2 separate regions of the Mus musculus genome follow, and region 2 is linked to region 1. The links are chromatin contacts, called in public HiChIP or PLAC-seq maps. All regions are on one chromosome and are shown on one strand. Each heading gives the region's core, a stretch centred on a gene start, on an enhancer-like site or on the middle of the called end of the contact. The rest is flanking DNA. Distances are from core to core; before and after follow the strand shown.

Evidence for each region. HiChIP or PLAC-seq counts read pairs in DNA pulled down with a chosen protein or histone mark.
Region 2: a contact with region 1 is called in an H3K4me3 HiChIP or PLAC-seq map of the SCID.adh cell line, with 31 read pairs. The contact joins the enhancer-like site here to the promoter of Hmgcs1 in region 1. A contact is called at or near these places in 2 of 15 datasets of contacts at CTCF or cohesin (CD8 T cells and the NIH/3T3 cell line), 17 of 484 Hi-C or Micro-C datasets (the HPC-7 cell line, the MC3T3-E1 cell line, MC3T3-E1-derived osteoblasts and 11 more), 11 of 115 datasets of contacts at active chromatin or transcription factors (the 230-238 cell line, the HPC-7 cell line, the SCID.adh cell line and 8 more) and 3 of 9 other capture datasets (adipose tissue, liver and pancreatic islet).

The regions. Positions count from the first base shown.
Region 1 is chr13:119,688,053-119,692,807 of GRCm38.p6, reverse strand. It overlaps Hmgcs1 (3-hydroxy-3-methylglutaryl-Coenzyme A synthase 1), which reads right to left and starts at 2,457. Exons shown (of 10, transcript NM_001291439.1): 1 at 2,295-2,457.
Region 2 is chr13:119,722,211-119,726,802 of GRCm38.p6, reverse strand. The region is part of intron 2 of Nim1k (NIM1 serine/threonine protein kinase); the gene reads left to right. Among named protein-coding and RNA genes, the nearest start is that of Gm52026, 17 kb to the left of the region's middle. Within about 2 kb of position 1,607, at least 4 of the 459 cell types and tissues checked have an H3K27ac peak or open chromatin away from gene starts, as enhancers often do. A contact at or near this core is called in the SCID.adh cell line and bone marrow-derived macrophages, where this site is marked.

The DNA of each region.
Region 1 (4,755 bases), core at 1,208-3,707:
TTGGCTTCCTACCACTATGGTTCAAAGCAAAGGGTAGGTCTGAATCATGCTCAGATCCTAATCTGAACATTGTTAGGAGCCCAAATGGAATCAGAGCATCTGCCAGTCTTCCACTAATTCTCACAGGAACCCACAAGTAACCATAAACCCAACAAGGGGTGAACTTTAAAAGGTTGGTTTCTCTTTATTGCTCCGTTGACAGACATTAAGCAAACATCAACAAGTGCCAAGCATTAGGATGAGCAGATTAAGACTCCCGAGCTATTATGTAGCCATTCATTTGGTAACACGTTTCTCAACCTTTTTAATCTAAAAGTGACACAGCTGTCTGCTATATGGCTCTGTCAGACCAGCCATCAAGTACCAAGGCTAGGCTTTATTCTAAATGAAGCAATTGTCACTTTCGACTTCTTTGCTTACATAAATACAAAAATGTATAAACAGATGGGCAGTGGTGGTGCACACATTTAATCCCAGCACTTGGGAGGCAGAGGCAGGAGGATTTCTGAGTTCGAGGCCAGCCTGGTCTACAGAGTGAGTTCCAGGACAGCCAGGGCTATACAGAGAAACCCTGTCTCGATAAACCAAAAAAAAAAAAAAAAAAAAAATTGTATAAAGAGATTCTTAAACACAGTTCATTATCTCCTTCAACCACAAATTCAGTTCTCCTAGATAATTAGAAGTCCAGCCAGGCATTAAATCATTCCAGACACCTATGTTCCATCCGTGTCTTGGGATTTTCTATTTCTTCTAAAAACAATGTCTCTAAAATCTCAGTTAAAAACAAAACAAAACTCAGAAATAAGTCCATCTGTTAATGATATGAATAAGCAATCAGGAGGGATATTTGTGAAAAACAAAAAACAAACATTAAAAGCAAGGCCCAGATGACTTCAAACATCATCTTTATACTCCCTCTTCCCCAGTGTCAGAGAAACCCGAGAGAACATTACACTAAAGGGAAACTTTGCTAATTTAGGAGAGCTACATCCACAAAAAGACAGCCTCTCTTTCTTTTCACGAGACAGGCTATGCTTACTCTCCATCTCCATGCAAAACTAACTGAAACTTTAAAAGTCTGACCAAAGAACATGCACTGTTGAGAAGGCTCAACCTGCAGAGAGTCACTTGCAGATATCTGTGGAGGACTTTCAGCCTTGTCTCCAGTCTGATGGAATCTGCACAATAAAAATTTAAACCACAGCATGGAAGGAAAAAAAAAAATCTGTAACTATGAGTAGTCTGGTTTGTTAATGTTTGGCATGCCCTTGCTTCTCAAGATTCAACCCTAAAATACAGCAAAGGTTAGCAGCCATCGCACCAGCAGGAGGGAGGTTGCAGTAGAGGTGGGTAGAGAAAACAGGCAGAGATGGCCTGAGGCCAAGGCCACAGGGGCAAGCTTGGCAAGAAGGACAACCTCCTGCCACCTACTCCCCAATTCCCTCCTCCAGAATGTTGCCAAGCAATTCTTTCCCTACCACTGGTCAAAGAAGGTCATGTTTCCAAAGACTTCCATACACCTTGCTTTGAAACTTCCATGACTTAAACCAAAGTCTGTGTGCCGGTTGGGCCATCACATCTTTATAACACTTAAGGCTGGCTGTTATTAACAGTAGTAGACGAGAACATCTTAGCAGAAAGGGAGGGGGAGGGGAAAAGTGAGAGGGAGGGGAGAGAAAGGGGGGAGGTGCCGAGCTCACTAATCTTTGCTTTTCAGCAAGCCACGTACCAAAGGGGTCCAGGCCATCAATCCTTGGCTAGGTCTAAATCACAATTGTGATTTCTTGCACCCGAATTGGGGAGAAGTAACACTGCCCACTTTCCCTCATCAATGCTGTAAGTGGAGGCAGGACACACCCCCTGCCAACCTACAACCCTCCCTCTGAGCCTGAGCTTCCCCATCCCTTTGGGGTCCACCATTAACCCGAGGGTCGCTCTGACACCCCAGCTCCCTTCTGATCCCCTGCCGACGCCTCCACTTCGGTGGTCACAGGCACCTCTAAGGCGACTCCGGCTTCTGACTATGTCATCAGAACACGGAGCCCTCAACGCCCTCTGCCTTCTCTGCGCGTCCCGCCGGCGCACAGTGGAGTCCGGGTCCCCTCCGGAGTCCCCAAGCCCTCAAGCTCCCACACAAGCTCGCTCCCAGCGCCCCATCCTCCGGGACCCGGCTCACGCCTTAGCCCAGACCAGAGCGCAGAGCCTTCCGGCCTGGTCAAGGACACCGCCTCCTCCCCGCACACGCCGCCCGCGGCCTCGGCCTTTGGCTGGCCGGCCCCGCGCGGGACACTCACCCAAAGGGGATCAGACCCTGGAAGAAGAACGAGCAAAGCAAGGAGACCGCAGACTGTGCCTCCCGCCCTCCGCAGCTTTATAGCCACCGACCCACCCGACTCGGGCAGCGCCGGGAGGGGACAGAGGGCGGGACAGCGGCTACCTCTGCCAATCCCGGGACTCAGAGTCGCTCGGGAGCGCCCGCCCCCCGATCCGCTTTCAGCCAATGAGAGGCGGGGACTCGCTAGGGTTTTCCCTCGCTGCCGGAAGGGCGGGGTAAGGGGTGGGAACAAAGTCCGAGGACCTGGGAAGTGGGGTGAGACGGTGACGTAGGGTGGCCCGAGAACAAGCCTGCCAATGGCGGGACGGCGAGAGACGGCGAGAGCCAACGGGAGCGGAGTGAGAGGTTCTCCGACCAATTGAAGGTCAGTGAGAGGAGATAGAGACCAATGGCGACTCGGCGTCCCACTCCTGGGGAGAGATGGTCAAGGGTGGGAGGTGAGTTGGTCCCCCGCTTGGGAGGCTGTCAGGTTGCCTAGCAACCACAGCTCGGCTTCACCTGTAAAATATTTGAAATACTTGATTTGAATTCAGTCGTGACTCTTTTCTAAGTTTCCAGAGCAGCAAATTGCATCTGCATCACAAGTTTTAGCATAATGCTTCACCCAGAATTTCTAAATTTGTAAGTATTCTTAAGTGTCCAATTTAAACTACCTTGGCTTTTATAGAAACTGCGACTGAGACAATAAGTAAACCTAAAAAACGATATTTTAGGATATAGGAGTGAATAAGAATGATGCAGGGCTTGTCTGAGAAGGAAGGTTTATACAAATCAGTGTTTGTTGTTGTTTTGGTTTTCGTTTTTTGTTTGTTTGTTTTTTTTAATTTATTATTTTGGCACTTGGTCCAAACAGAAACTGTACTGCTTAGCTTTGTTGAGGTTGAATGACTGAGGTTCAGAACTGTATTACTAACTCTTCGTCCTTTTTTTAATCATTAAATACATTTTTTTAAAAAAAACTTTTATTGGATATTTTCTTTATTTACATTTCAAATGTTATCCCCTTTCCTGGTTTCCCCTCCGAAAAACACCCTCCCACTATCACCTCCCCTCTCCCCCTGCTCACAAACCCATCCACTCCTGCTTCCTGGCCCTGGCATTCCCACACTGGAGCATAGAGCTTCCATAGGACAAAGGGCCTCTTCTCCCACTGATGTCCGACTAGGCCATCCTCTGCTGCATATGCAGCTGGAGCCATGAGTCCCACCATGTGTGCTCTTTGGTTGGTGGCTTAGTCCCTGGGAGCTCTGGGGGTACTGGTTAGTTCATATAGTTGTTCCTCCTATGAGGCTGCAAACCCCTTCAACTCCTTGGGTCCTTTTTCTGGTTCCTTCATTGGGGACCCTATGCTCAGTCCAGTGGATGGCTGTGAGCACCCACTAAGGTATATTTGTCAGGCACAATTCTTCTTATGTTAATTCCATTACCCCTCCAAGAACTGTGGATAAGGGCTATTGATAATTCATTGTTTCTTAGCACTACTGCTGTGTGAAGTTTATTGTACACTACAGATGCTAACTTGCTAAGCAAAACAGGCCTTGCCCCAAAGGGAATGAGAGGTGTCATTGTATTTGTTTGGTCTTATCTGAGCTAAATATGGGTAACCATGGCTGGAAACATGAGTATGTGTTTCCCCGAAAGATGTGTTCCACTACAAAAGAAGCTGTGTGAACTGTTAGAGCTTTAGAACAAAAACAGTAAATGCATTTACAAAATGCATGGTGATAATGTCAAGTATGGAGTTACAGTGTTCAGGAAAAAAGTCTGCTGGAGGCCTCCTGTGCTATGTGGTGACATTTTTCATTTGGGTTGGTGAAAAGTAGTTACCTGCTTTGTTACTACATTTGGAAGCTGTCATCTGATAGTCAAAAGGAGAGCAGGTCAGAGATACAGAGGAGGGTGGTGAGGAGCTATAAGGTGTGGAGGGATTATCTTAAGGTCCTTTTGGCCCTGGGTCATCAACATTCCAAGTCCCCCATAAACACAAAGTTCTAATCAGCCAGACTACAAGATCTTCAACTCTTTTGAAAAATATTGGTTCACATGATCCCATAACACAGTCTCAACAGTAAAGTATCAAAATATGTTGGATATGGAACCACTGTGAAGGAATGGCCTAAGTTACTCAGAGAGCAGGGGCCATTCAATCAACTGCCATTATTCCCTCATATTGCTCTTGATACCCATTTTATCCTAGAATAAAACAGCTTAAAGCTACTAGATGATAAACAAAGAGAAAGGCCTTGCTTGGTTGTGGTAAGCAGCATTTTGGGTGGGGCCGGGGAGCTAAATTTCCTGGCTAATTGGAATGTTTTGAAAGGCAGGAAGGATAAACACAAGAAAGAAGAGCTTTGTTCTTGAAAAGGGATTTCGAATAATTCTAAGTGTAGAGTGAGAAAAGACTAGCCATCATGAGGACA
Region 2 (4,592 bases), core at 358-2,857, 35 kb before region 1:
GCAAATGCATCCAGTAACAGTGTTTGCCTCACTGGGTGTCCGGAGGAATGAGTAAATGATCAATCAATCAGTACTAGTTATTGACAAGATTTTTCAGGTACATCTATCTTGCCTTTGTGCAATCGAAGATAAATCGAAGTCTCCTTTTCAACAGAATTTCATTCCTCATATAAACCAAGACCAGTTCACCTGCACTCCCTGTGGACTGTGACTTCCAGCTCTGCTGTTACAGGTGATGCTCCAGAGACTTCTCATCCCCAGACTTGTTGGGATGCTAATCTCACCATTTTCTTCTTTTGAGTCAGGGTTTCTTTCCTTCAGTTGCCAAGACCAGTATTGAACTCATTCTGTAGCTCAAACATATCATGAACTCTTTATTCTCTGGCCCCAGTCTCCTAAGTACATGGAATTACAGGCCTGTGCCACCAGGCCTAATAGTTAGCATTTCATGTACATAAACTCGTGTACAGTGGTTTGTATGTGTGCCTGTGGTGCTGAGAACCAAACCCAGGGCCAAGTACATTGCAAATGAGCACTCTAAGCTACACCTCAGCCCTGGAGTGGTTTTAAATATACTCATTTTCTCTGTGAACTTTTTCTTATTTTAGTGTTTTAGAAGATTTATTTTTAGATAGGAATGGTGGCACATTCATTTAATCCTGACAATGGGGAGGCAAATGCAGGCAAGATCTCTTGAGTTTGAGACAAGCCTGGTCTACAGAGTGCCAGGTCAGCCAGGACAACACAGAGAAACCCTGTCTTGAAAAAAAAGGAAATATTTATTTTTATTTTGTTTTATGTGTATCCGTATTTATTACATGTATGTCAGTGCACCACATGTATGCCTGATCTTTACAGAGGCCAGAAAGGGGGACTGGGATCCCTTGGAACTAAAGTTACAGATGGTTGATAGCTGCCACGTGGGTGCTGGAAACAAACCTGGGACCTCTGGAAGAGCAGCCAGTGACCCCAGCCAGCTCTCTGGCCTTTTTCTTTTCCTTTAAAAATAAATTTTAACTTAGTTACTCAATAAGTCTACATATTTTTGGGATACAGAATAACATACACACATGCACACACACATATATTATGCAATGATCGTATGGGGACATTTATCACCTCAGGTGCTTGCCATTTTTCGGGTAAGCAATATTCAACACTGTCTCTACATGTATTCCTAGGCGTTGGTTCTGTTATTCAGAAGACACAGTGGAAAGTTTCAATACACAGTGTCAAACTTCAGGGGCAATTTTTAAAGCTTTATTCATAAAACTATATCTTTACTTGGTTTTGGTGCTTTTTAGTGCAACTCAGAGGTCCACCTGCCTCTGCCTCCAAGGCACTGAGATTAAAGGTGTAAGCCACTGCCGGGCATTAGACTACATCTAGACTAACAATGCAGATCTAACCGGGAGGGCTGTGACTTTTCAGTCATCTAGAACAGAATGAAAGAAAAGACAAGGAGGTGAGGGGCCAGAAGTTGAGACAGACATCATGGTTAGGGAGAGTAGAGGAGACCTTGGATAAAGCCATACCCGGAGAGAAAAGGCCACACCCATGCTACAGAAGCCTGCAGACTGCAGAAGGCTGAGCAAGTACCCTGATGTGGCCGGCTCTGTGTGGTCGCTGTGAGTGCAGCTCGGGTGTAGAACTTGACAGAGGACATGGGGGATGGGAGTGAGTACTCACTGTAGGCTGAGCTTTGACTTGAGGATCAGGAAGATTTGTCTCACCAACTCAAGCAGGCATCTGACTTCATGCAAACTACTTTGTTTTCAGTTGTATTGTTAATAAATTACAGACCATGATTCTTAAATTCGTCAGATAACATGTGAAGTTTAGGGTCTATAGTTGCTACTTAATAAACGGCGGCTCTCAAAAAAAAATTTTAAATCAACTACTTTAAAAGGAAATTAATGTTACAATAATGGGGAAAACATCAGTTGCATAGAAAGTAATGGCAAAAATTTGGATGTAATAATATAGTGGTAAAATAAACAGGAACAGTTTTTTTTTTTTTTAAAGATTTATTATTAATTATATGGAAGTACACTGTAGCTATTTTCAGACATACCAGAAGAGGGCATCAGATCTCGTTACATATGGTTGTGAGCCACCATGTAGTTGCTGGTATTTGAACTCCGGACTTTCGGAAGAACACTCGGTGCTCTTACCCACTGAGCCATCTCTCCAGCCTCCGATTTTAAAGTTTTAAGAAGAAATTATGGGAAAAAAAAAGAAGAAGAAATTATGAGCTAACCAAAGTAATTGAGTAAAACAACCAATACACAACTTTCTTTTTGCATTGATTAGGAGAATTGGCTAGAATAACATTTTTATTCTGTAATAACATTTTATGTGGTTGAAGGCTACTTAAGGCTGCCTGTGCATGACAATCATTTTGCGCCTTGTGAATCTTAAGGGCTTCACATTAGGAAACCATGGTGTTATCCAGTCTCTTCTGTCTTATAGATGAGGAAGTAAAGTCCAGATCTGGCTGCTCCCACATTACAACAAAGCTGGGTGTGCAACTGGCTTTCCATCCTACTTGACGAGGCTTCCTTGGCATTTTGGAATAACATTGAAGAGGCACGTCTCTCCTACCATGCCTCCGACAAGCTAGCCAAAGTTAGCTGCTACTGATGCCACTTTTAGACTCTGGACACTCTCCCCACTTTCATAGTACTCCCAAGCAGTGATTTTGTCAAACAAACAGGAAAACAACCAGGAACAACACAAGTATGTAACTGTGTTAGCCAGCTTTTTCGTATTATGACAGAATGCCTGACATAATAAAGCTTTGAGGGGGAAAGGTTTATTTCATTAATACTTTTAAGAAATTTCAGTCCTTGCTTAGTTGATCCCGTTGCCTTTGGCCCTGTGGTGAGGCAATACAGCTCAGTAGGAGTTATACTAGATAAAGCTGCTCATTGCATGCAGCCTAGAAGCAAGAGGGGAGACATGCAGAGAGACCAGGGTTCCACTGTCCCCTTCAAGGGGTCACTCTCAATGCCTAACATCATCCCAGGAGGTCCCACCTCTTAAGCTTCTGCTACCTCCCAGAAGCATCATGGACCAAGGACCAAGTCTCTAGGACATGTCATAGCCAAACTGTAACAGTAACCATGTCTCACGAAAGCAGCATGGAGTCTTCTTACAGCTGACTTCCTGTCTGTCCTTCTCCCCTCAAACAATGTCCAGGAGAAAAGAGGTATCATGACTCACGGAAAAAGGCAGGGCAGTCCCGAGGGACACATGGACTTTGGAGTTAGTCTGGTTTTCTTGGAATTGTGATTCTTTGTTTTTCTATCTGTGTGGCTACAAAAAAAAAAAAAAAAAAAACTCTGTCTCCATTCTGCGTGTTCTCCCACGTGTAAGGTGAGACAAGCATTAGCTTGCATTAGTTGCTTAGGATTGTTGTATGGAGAAGATTTATAAGTATGTAATATTATTATAGTCTGCTTTCTATTGTTGTGATAAAACATTCTGACCAAAAGTAGCTTGGGGAGGAAAGTTTTGTTTGGTTTACACATCCCAATCAAAGCCCATCACTGATGGAAGCCAAGGTAGGAATTCAAGGCAGGAACCTGAAGCAGAGGCCAGAGAAGGGTGCTGCTTGCTGGCTTGCTCAGTCTGCTTTCTTATACAACCCAGGATCATCTGCCCAAGGGTGGCCCATCCACAGTATGTGCACAGTGGCTCAGGCCTTCTTACATTAATCATTAATTAAGAAAATGCTTACTGGGCTGGAGAGATGGCTCAGTGGTTAAGACTACTCTTCCAGAGGTCCTGAGTTCAAATCCCAGCAACCACATGGTGGCTCACAACCATCTGTAATGGGATCTGATGCCGCCTTCTGGTGTGTCTGAATACAGCTACAGTGTACTCATATAAATAAATAAATCTTAGAAAAGAAGGAAGGAAGGAAGGAAGGAAGGAAGGAAGGAAGGAAGGAAGGACTTGCTTGCCCATAGGCCAATCTGATGGGGGCATTTTCAGAGTTGATCGCAATTGATGTTCTGTGTTCCCAGATGATCCTAGCCTGTGTAAAGTTAACAAAGATCTAACCAGAACAAATATGCTACATACCATATGCTAAACAGAGCACATGGGACATATTCATTAGACTTCTTTCAAAGCTAGATTCTTCAGGCCTGAGTCATTTATGACACAGTTCCAGGAACATAGATCTGTTCAAACTCGCTCAAATGCAAGGAGGTGTGAGAGCCTACAGCAGAGTCTCAATCTTCTCACTCACGGGATTTGAAGTCTTCCTGGAATTTCATGGCTTTCCATGATAACATTTTATCTTTGTTACCATGGTATTTGTCATCATGATAAATATCTCTCTACTTCTTTGAACAGGATGACTCTTAGTGTTTATTATCCATGGTGCATCTTGGCCAAGAATTGTGGTTGCTAGCTCAAGTTCCATAACCTCCCCTATATTGCCTGTCTCCATTCCACTAGTCCCAGTCAATCTCAGTTTCAATTCTGAAAAGAAAATATGTTTGTTCGCTGGCCAGCTGTGATGGCTACCTTGGAGTGAAGGCTGTTACAGTCCTTAGGACCACATCTCTCAGCAGACCTAA